Regions from separate parts of the Mus musculus genome. Here region 2 is linked to region 1. Evidence: chromatin contacts called from public Micro-C data. All regions are on one chromosome and are shown on one strand. The core of a region is the stretch at or near the end of the contact, and the rest is flanking DNA. Distances in the headings are between cores, read along the strand shown.

What was found. Hi-C and Micro-C count contacts between places; a contact is called where the count stands out from the background.
Region 2: a Micro-C map of embryonic fibroblasts shows a contact between it and region 1, with 5 times the contacts expected there. The contact joins the enhancer-like site here to the promoter of Nog in region 1. A contact is called at or near these places in 2 of 484 Hi-C or Micro-C datasets (embryonic fibroblasts and myocytes) and 2 of 115 datasets of contacts at active chromatin or transcription factors (embryonic forebrain and neural tube).

What each region holds. Positions count from the first base shown.
Region 1 is chr11:89,300,736-89,305,522 of GRCm38.p6, forward strand. It overlaps Nog (noggin), which reads right to left and starts at 1,824. Exons shown (of 1, transcript NM_008711.2): 1 at 1-1,824. The coding sequence starts at 1,285. The coding sequence ends at 587.
Region 2 is chr11:89,670,310-89,675,096 of GRCm38.p6, forward strand. The region is part of intron 1 of Ankfn1 (ankyrin-repeat and fibronectin type III domain containing 1); the gene reads right to left. Among named protein-coding and RNA genes, the nearest start is that of Ankfn1, 24 kb to the right of the region's middle. Within about 2 kb of position 2,307, at least 10 of the 459 cell types and tissues checked have an H3K27ac peak or open chromatin away from gene starts, as enhancers often do. A contact at or near this core is called in embryonic fibroblasts, where this site is marked.

The DNA.
Region 1 (4,787 bases), core at 574-3,073:
ATGATTAGTCATTCCATTTGTTCTCTATATTTACAATAACTGTAAAATAACATTGAACTCTATAACTTCTTCGAGGTCTAAGGAAAATCAAAACACTTTCCGAAGAATGGAAAATAGCTTTTTTTTAAAAAAAAAGTCCTTCTACAAAAGTTCCCCCTCTCTTTGTACTTTTAAGAAAAAATAACTTTTCCCCCCTGCTTCGCCATGCGAAGGGTACTGGGATATAAATAGCAGGTTAACATTATTACCAACAACCAGAATAAGTCTCTCTTTTCTCTGCTCTTTTTTCCTTTTGCTTGCCTTTTTAAAATACAGTAGAAGCCGGGTAACTTTTGACGTATAATACTGACCTTTTAATAAGTAAATTAAAACTGGGACCGTATATACACACACATATACATTCCTACACAGTTAAACAGTGCATTACAGGAACCAGAAAGCCAGGTCTCTGTAGCCAAGAAGAAAAAAAGTTCATTGAAAACCCTCGCTAGAGGGTGGTGAAACTGGTTGGAGGTGGTGGGGGTAGGGGGGGCGTTGGTGGGGATCCATCAAGTGTCTGGGCGCGGGCAGGGGGCCCCCCCGAGTTCTAGCAGGAACACTTACACTCGGAAATGATGGGGTACTGGATGGGAATCCAGCCGCAGCGCTGACCCCCGCGCCGCTGACAGCGCCACCGCAGCACCGTGAGGTGCACAGACTTGGATGGCTTACACACCATGCCCTCGGGCACAGAGCAGGAGCGCTTGCTGAAGCAGCTGCCCACCTTCACGTAGCGTGGCCAAAAGCGGCTGCCTAGGTCATTCCACGCGTACAGCACCGGGCAGAAGGTCTGTGACCACAGCCACATCTGTAACTTCCTCCTCAGCTTCTTGCTCAGGCGCTGTTTCTTGCCTTGGGCCAAGCCCTCGGAGAACTCCAGCCCTTTGATCTCGCTCGGCATGGCCCCCGACGGCCGCTGCCGCAGCAGCTGGTCCAGCTCCGCCAGGTCCTCGGCACCTCCAGCCGGTCCCCCGCCCCCTCCGGGTCGGTCCTCAGGGGGCGAAGTAGCCATAAAGCCCGGGTCGTAGTGGCCCCCGAGCAGCGAGCGCAGCAGCGTCTCGTTCAGATCCTTCTCCTTAGGGTCAAAGATAGGGTCTGGATGTTCGATGAGGTCCACCAGGGGCAGGTTGTCGCTGGGTGCTGGGCGGATGTGTAGATAGTGCTGGCCGCCGGCTGGTGCTGCCCGCAGCCCCAGGACCACCACCAGGGCGTAGAGGGTGACCCCCAGGCTGGGGCAGCGCTCCATGCCTCCCGCGCGCGCCCCGGGGCTGCCTCTTCGTCCCGCGTCCCCGGAGGAGAGCACGCCGAGTCCGCGGCGCTGCCGTGCTCCCCGGTCCCTCCGGAGGTGGCTCACCCGAGGCTGAGCAGGCGCAGGGCAGGCAGCATGAGCCGCGAGGAGAGCCGTTCGCGCAGCGCCGGCTCCCGCCGCGGCGCAGAAGACGCGCACGAGTTGGTCGCAATTCCCCCCCGCCGCTCTACTTGGGAAGGCGGCCGCGGTCGGGCATCCGAGATTACTCCAGCGCGACCGTGGGGCGCTGGGGGCGCCGGCTCCTCGCTGTTCTCCCGGGCTGCCGGCGGCGCAGGGCGCGTGGACGAGCCTTTTCCCTCCTCCTCCTCCGGTCGCTCGGCGTCTTGTTTCTCTGTGCGGAGCCTCCGGTAGAGCGGGTCCTGGGCCACTTCTCTCTGCCTGCTCCGGGCAGCGCAGCCGGCTCTGCCCGGCGGACTCCAGCGGCGGTGGCGGCGGTGGCGGCGGCGGCGTCCGCGCACGTTGGCACCGGTTTGTCTGTCTCGCAGGGTCCAAGCCTTTAAATTTCCTGCACTTTCAGCTCCATCACCATGGAAACCACTGACTCTCTCTCCGCGTTGCCCCCTCCCCCTTCTTCCCCCCAAACAACAACCCCACCCCCAACTCCTCCACCCGCGAGGAGCCGGAGACGCACGGGCTCGGGGGGAAAGCGACTGCACTGGTCGCCGCGGCGGCGGCGGCGGCGGCGGCTCCGGCAGCGCCCAGGACTGTGCCCCGCCGGACCCAGATGCCCCGGGAAGCCGACAGTCAGGCTGCCCGCCGGAGCTCACAGGCGGCGGCGGCGCGGCAGCGGCGGTGGCGGCGGCGGCGGTGGCGCTTGGCAGGTCTCCGCGCAATTTTCTCTCCCCCCCCCAACCCCCGCCCCGGTTCTCCTCCTCCTACAAAATGCACCGCCCCCCTCCTTTCTCCTGGAGCAATGCAATGGGGCTCTAGGCGCCCCGCCAGGGCCAGTCCCGGGGAAAGCTCGTGGCGGCGCTGGAGCCAGGCTGGAGGGTGCAGGGCTGGAGTTGAGGGGTGTGGGGTTGTCGAGGTGGGGCTGGGGGACTCTCACTAGCTGAGTGATTTGTACCGGGAGGGGAGCAGCAGGGAGATGCCGGGGGCCCGGTTTCCAGTGCAGTTCCTAGCAAGAAATTTCTCCATGTGCATGGAGCATTTTCCCGGGTGCGTGTCTTTTTTACACTCTCTCTCTCTCTCTCTCTCTCTCTCTCTCTCTCTCTCTCTCTCTCTCTCTCTCTCTCTCTCTCGGGCTTGGGGTAAGTCCCCTCCCCCCAACACACACACACACACACACACACACACACACACACACACACACACACACACACACACACACCAAGAGCCGCAGCGTTGCGCAGCGTGATGTAATTTCTAGGTAGCACCCCTTCTCTGCCCCTCAGATCCACGAAGCGGGGAGTCGGGGGTCTTCTCACCCTCCTCCTTCGCCTAGTCCTACCGGGTGAGTGGCGGGGAGATAGAGGTACATCCTCCTAGCCTGTGGCTCTCCTAATCTTCGCTGCTTGGTACAACTAGCTCTCACCTCCCTGGGGGCGGCGCGCCCTCTGCTGGCCCTTTGTGATCCCTGCATTTAGTTCTGGCTGGTGTGTGTGTGTGTGTGTGTGTGTGCGCATCTGTGCCATATTTACACACTGACAGGCACTTTATGCTTTTGAATGCTTTCTCATAGATCTCCAGACTTAGTGTAAACAAAGATCCTGAGATTTTCCTCCAAGGTACTTCGATTTCACAAGTACACAGGTTTGCATCATCTGGCTGGGGCAAACAGCCTCAGTGGGCAGAGAGTGGTGACTAGAAAAGGAAATGTATACTAGAAATAAGGTACCCTAGTTCTGGATGCTGTCCACTCTGGCACATCTATGTAGACCTTGGGTAAGTCGCTTGGGTGGCACTCTAAACTTTAGTTTTTGGATTAGTGACCTAAGTTCCCCCCCCCCCCCAACCATCTTATAGTTCTAACAACTGAGTTAGGTCACTAATCCAAATTCAGCCCAGCAAAGGGACACTGCTTATTGAAAAGAAGGAATAAACCCTTTGATGAGAAATGGGAACTGTTTTCCTTTGGAGGAAGAGCTGGGTCAAGACCGAGCTCAGAGTCCTTTATGATGGTGACGTGATCCCATCTGGATAGGGGTGGAGGAGAGATATCTGGAGTGAATGTCCTGGAATTCACCAGGAGTGGGAGTTAGGCATTCCCAGTGTCACAGCCTCAAACACACTAGAAGGTCTAGTGTGTTTGGTCAAACAAAACTAGAAGGTCAAACAAAACTAGAAGGTCTAGTTTTCCTTCTAGTCCCCTAAGGGGGGAAAGCACTGCATTGTATGACTTTTCTGCAAGACCTCAGCCATAGAGAGAGATGCCCAGTTTCAGGTGTGAACACTTCCCACAGCTGTAATGACTAGACAAGTAGAATTAGACTCTCTGGGTTCTGTCTATAACAAGGTCTTGCTTTGGTCACCACTGGAGAAAAAAGTGACCTACTGGGATCAGTGTGGTCCCTGCATATGGGAGGCTGGGGAGAGGGGATTATGAGTTCAAGGCCAGCCTGAGTTGCACAGTGAGTTCTAGGACACCCTCAAGAACAAATAGGAACAATTTAGGAACAATCATTGTTTTTTAAAAATTGGTCTAGGTCTTAGGGTTAGAGAGGTGACTCAGTGGTAAAGGGCACCGACTGTTTCGCAGAGGACCAGGGTTCTTTTCCCAGCATGGTGGCTCACAGCCATCCTTAACTCCAGTTCTAGGACATCTGATGGCCTTTTCTGACCTCTGTGGGCACCAAGCATGCAAGTGTTACACAGACTTGTATGCAGGCAAAAGCCTCACACATAAAATAAAATCAATAAATCTAATTTTAAAAATTAAAAAAGTAGTCTGGTTTGCACATAATCTGAGACGGTCTCCCAGACTTTGCTTTTTGATATGTTTTATGGTGGTTTGGCATTCGTTTGCTGTCTCATGAAGATTAAATGTTCCAGAGCAATTTTGTCACTGCTGAGAATCAACTAAGAGAAAAAAATTTTTTTCCTGGTAAAGACTTGAGGAGATAAACTCCAGCCCAGCTCTCCCGAGACAGGGTTAAGTTCTAGCTATTGCTCACTTACTGTGCGATGTTTTTTCTTTCGTTTTTCCTTCAAATCACCTGTGGGTTTTTCTTTTAATTGTCAAATTTATTACTATTTTAAATTTATTACTATTTTATTGTATGTGTATGAGAGTTTTGCCTGCATGCATATCTGTTTACCACATGTGCCTATAGAGGCCATGTGCCCCTGGAACATGAGGCACAGACAGTTGTGAGCCACCATCATCATCCAGATGAGTCCTGGGAGTTGAACCCAGGACCTCTGGAAGAGTAGCTAAAGCTCCTAACCACTCAGCCGTCTAGCTCTCCAGCCCCTGATCACCTGTTTTTGTTTAAAAGCC
Region 2 (4,787 bases), core at 1,057-3,556, 370 kb after region 1:
CCTTCCTCCTTGAGACCCGTAATCAGGCGATTTTAAAGGTTAGTTCCATTAACACACAGAGACAGCTTGTGAGGAGGGAGTTCTTCAGCAGTAATTCTGCATTTATGATCAAGCCCACTGTGACTTTCCATAAAGGATAATAAAGTCCTAGTGGAAATTACAAGCCTTGCAAGAAAATGCTGGAAGTAACATGTATTTATTAGTGATATACTAAAGAAAAAATTTTCAGGATCTCAAAAACAAAAATAGCAACAGAAATAAAGCATACAATGCAAAACAAAAACAAAAACAAAAACAAAAACGGCCCTAGAAGCTACAGCACATAAATTAAAATTAAAGCATTGGCTTAAAATAGTATATTTTTACATAGTTATTCCTACTGCTGTAAGCATCACGGGCTTTAGCCTATACAATGCAAGTTTTTCTCAAACAAATGCTAGATTGGTTATTTATTATGAGGCGCTTCCTGGTTCCAGAGAGTGATCTAGGTAGAATGATGGAGTCTCTTATATGCCAATTTACACATTAGCTCAAAGTAGTAAATCTGCCACAAGTGGATTATAAAACCTAGCCTGCCCCCTTGCAACCTTTTACAGGACTGATGGGCCAGGCATCTCCAGGCTGCTCTTGGTGCCGGCTCTGAGTACTCTGCTCAAGGCCGAAGTGAGACGATGCTCCATCTCGTACCTAACACTGTTTAACACTGAGAGCGAAATCACTCCCATACTGGAAAACAGAAATACTATCTGGGTTAATGGGTGTCAGCAGGCACTGTGCACACAGTGGCCTGTGACTGAGTCCCCTAGAGCATGGGACCCCATCAGGCATGGCCACGTCACTCAGCTTGGTGCAGACTGTCTTTGGAAAACCAAACCTAAACTGTTGAGTGAGGTCTATAGTGACCAGTCACTTACCCCCTCTTTCCATCAGTGTGGAGTGATGCTGACACCCATAGAAGAGAGTGGCCATTCTGGCCTTGGCTCTATGTGCACAAACAACACTTCTGACAACCCAGAAGGCAATGGTGGCTCACAGGCAGCACAGCTCCAGTGTGTTTCCTGTTCATAACCTGGGTCCCTTGTTTTCTCAAGCAGGGCTGATACAGTAGTATTTAGAGGACTATACCATGTTCTAACCTGACCAAGAGATTCTGGGTCCTGAAAGAGCCCATACTTCAAATGATACAATCTTCTTTTACAATAAATACATAATGGCTGCCTGACACAAAATGTAGATAGAATATACAACATGGACTATATGCTCATATCTTTCTGGCTCTTCTGTGACAGGATTATCCCTGTCCAATTAATTTAAATATTAATGCAGGAGGAGGCCTGTGATTGGACAGAGAAAAGGGAGGCGGAGCTAAGGGTTGCAGAGACAGGGAAGGACTCTGGAGAGAGGAAGGGGGAAGAAAGATGGAGGAGGACAGGATGACTCAGATTCAATGTGGCTTTAAATAGCCACACATAGATATAATATCATACAGGGATAAAATAACTTGTCTAATCTAGGTGGGCAGCTTGGATCATTATCAACTGGCTCTGAAGTTATTGTGTGATTAATTATAAGCTTCTAGAGTTTTGATTTTACCCAGTTACTGGGAATTGTGATAGCTAACCTCAAGGTGAGTGGTCATTGCATTGGGGCTGGCATGGCAGCGACCCATCAAGGGAACTTAGCGAGTTGGTACAGACATTTTAAGAGCTTCAGGCCAGAGATACTGATGAGTTGACAACACCCCATTGGAGCCATGCAGCCCTCATGTTCGGTGCCCGGCTAGTGTAGGATATGGATATTCCTTTTTAATATTTCCCACAACACTCTTCCTCTAGGCATTTGGAGGTATTTGCTTCTATGGCTGCTCCTTTACTTCATTGTTTTCCTTCATTCATACCAAGTGACCTGGTACAACATTTCACTCACATACAAGTGAGTAAGAACACCTAGGCTCCAGTTTCCTCCTTCTCTCATCTAACATCTTCTAGGCCAATGACATCCAAAACACAGGGTGAGGCCCAGCCTTGACGAAGCAACCACAGGAAATGGGGAGAGAAATTTGCTTTGCTATAAATGGAATTCTTGTAAGTCCTCGAGCACGCAGACTGGGAACCAACATCACACACACACACACACACACACACACACACACACACACACACACACACACACACACACCCCAATCTCATGAATTCCCAAGCTCATAGCCATCAAATCCAAACTTTAAACTTGAGTAGTAAATACATCTGTCTCACAAAGTCCAAAGTATTTATTACAGGGATCACCCACTTCAGGAATTTAAACAATGTTCAGACCAAGGGAAAAATTCTCTACCAGGGTTTTAAGCTCTTCTTTCCCCTCTCTCCAGCTGGCTAGCAAAACCTGACATGAAAACAAGTGAAACAAGTGGACCCCATTCTCCCCTCCCCTCCCTCAGCCGCACATTCCTGAGCAAGCCTCCTTAACCACTCCTCAGCCAATCACATGGATTTACATAATTTACACACTCACATGTGCACATGCATGCACGTGCACACACACACACAAGAAAGGGGGAGAGGGGAGGGGGAAGAAAGGGATGGGTAGAGAGAAGGAGGGAGGGAAAGAAAGAGAGCAGTGTAAGAATGGATATAATGGTAGTCACTAAAGAGACGTCCTCACTCCTTGCCATGAACATATAGGATGATGAGGGACAAACCATCCCTAACTTTCTTTATGTCTCTCTGTAAAAGTCAAATAAATGGATTTCAATTTAAAAATCATAAGAAATTATTTGATTGTTTCTGCCTCTCCTGCCTTCTTCCCTTCTTTCCCTCTCTCCACCACCTAATAATAGGCTATTAATCCATCTCTAGTTGTCTGAGGTGTAGTGTGTAAGCTGTGGCTACATCCAACAAAGTTGGCTGCCTGCTTTCTTTAAGCATTCCCTGTTAGCAAAAAGAAAGGTTGGTTTGTCCACTCCTACCCACTGTGACAGAGATAGCCACTGGTTGATAACTGAACAGCAAGGGGTTGGCAATTTTTATAGCCAGGACAGCATAGTCTCCCGCAGTGAGACAGGATGGGCTGGTGCAGAAGGAATGGACTCTGGGAAGGGAGGTGGTGATCTGGGTGGTACCCCTCATAGTTACTGGCTACTCTGGCTCTCAGTCACTGAGCTGAGACATTTCTCATTTGTCCTTGCTGCAGTGTGTCTTGTGAATAACCCAAACAGTGCCAGTCACCACTCATATCAGCTAGAGTCATTACACACACACACACACACACACACACACACACACACACACACACACACACACGCACACGCACACACACACTTGTTTAATCTTTAGAAACTTCTTCTAGACTGAATAAAAGAAGTACCAAGGGGCCCCTCCAAACATAGAACATATATTTTCATATCTAGCTGTGTTTCTGGCTAAAGCTGTGCAGACACCATGAGAGCTTCCGGTTTTTCCTTAGACAATTGTAGAAGGAGAAAGGAATCCAGGTCTTAATGCTGGTGAATACACATGGAGACATACTTTTCATTTTATTACTCTTTACCTCAGAAGGTGAGTGGGCTCATTGGGGTAGAAGAAGAGAAATAGTAGCTCAGAAAGGAAATTATCTTCCTCCCATGTAACACAGAGAAAGAATCAAACCCCTTGCCCCATCCACCTAATGAAATTAAAGGAGGTTCTCTATAGTGTGCTTGCTTGCAGATTCCTTTTGACCCGAGTTAAGCCCCTCCCTCCTGGCCCCTGCCAATTCTCTAGGGTTGAGTTTGGCTTTCAAACTCTGACTGCAGTCAGTGGAGGGGAAAGATGGAGGTGGGAGGGGAGACTATTAGGGACTGAACCTTTGTTCACTTTCTTCTGATTTGAGAGTAAATGACTGGATGTGAGATGAACTGGGCAGGAAGGATCCCCAGAGCCTTGTTTAGTCAAAATGCTAACCAAGAGCTGTAGCCCTTGGGCTCTAATTATAGGATCCTTAACAGGCACCAACAGCTGATCCACATGGCAGGAAGCATCCACAAATCCTAGTGATGCTGAGGTGGGGAAAGGTCATCCCAAGGGCACAGGGAGGCTCACAAGGAAGGGCAATACAAAGTGTCTAGCCAAAGATGCTACAGACAGTCTTCTTCAATGATCATGGGTTTAGGAGGTCTGGAAGCCAATTTCAGCTCCTGCCCCCTCTTCCAGTTCAACTATCTTGGAATAGGAATGTGCTGACTCTATCCACTCATTAAGGAATTACAAGTAGCTTGGGTTCCAGTGTTCCCCTGGCTGGGCAGTCAGAAACCTTTCTAGGAAAGTATATTCAGAGATTTGAAGGGACTCAAAATCTCTAAAAGCCTGCTAGCAAAGGTATCTCCATGATATCTGACTCCATGGGCAGCCCAATGAAAGGTCACAGAAAGGCAAAGAAATAGAAAAGACAGCTCCCAGGAAAGACTGCCACCCTTTTCCTCCCAGATGCAGACGAATCACCTACAGTGTCTGGATGACCCAAGGATCCGTGGAGCACAGTAACACAGCAAGCAGGGGGAAAACAGAGGAATCTGGCTGGAAGCCTGAGACTGGCGGGAGTCTACACCAGTGAGGAAGGAATACTCAAGGCAGATGATGGAGAACACCAGCCACATGATTGATCCTGTGGTCCTTGCAAACATCACATCCCCCAGGAGATGCCCACATGTTCATCAGATATTGATTGGGTCCTTTTGGGATGCCAGACATTGTTCTTAGGACTGGAAAGATGTTAATGAGAAAAACAGCCAAAAACTCTGGCCCCAGAATTGA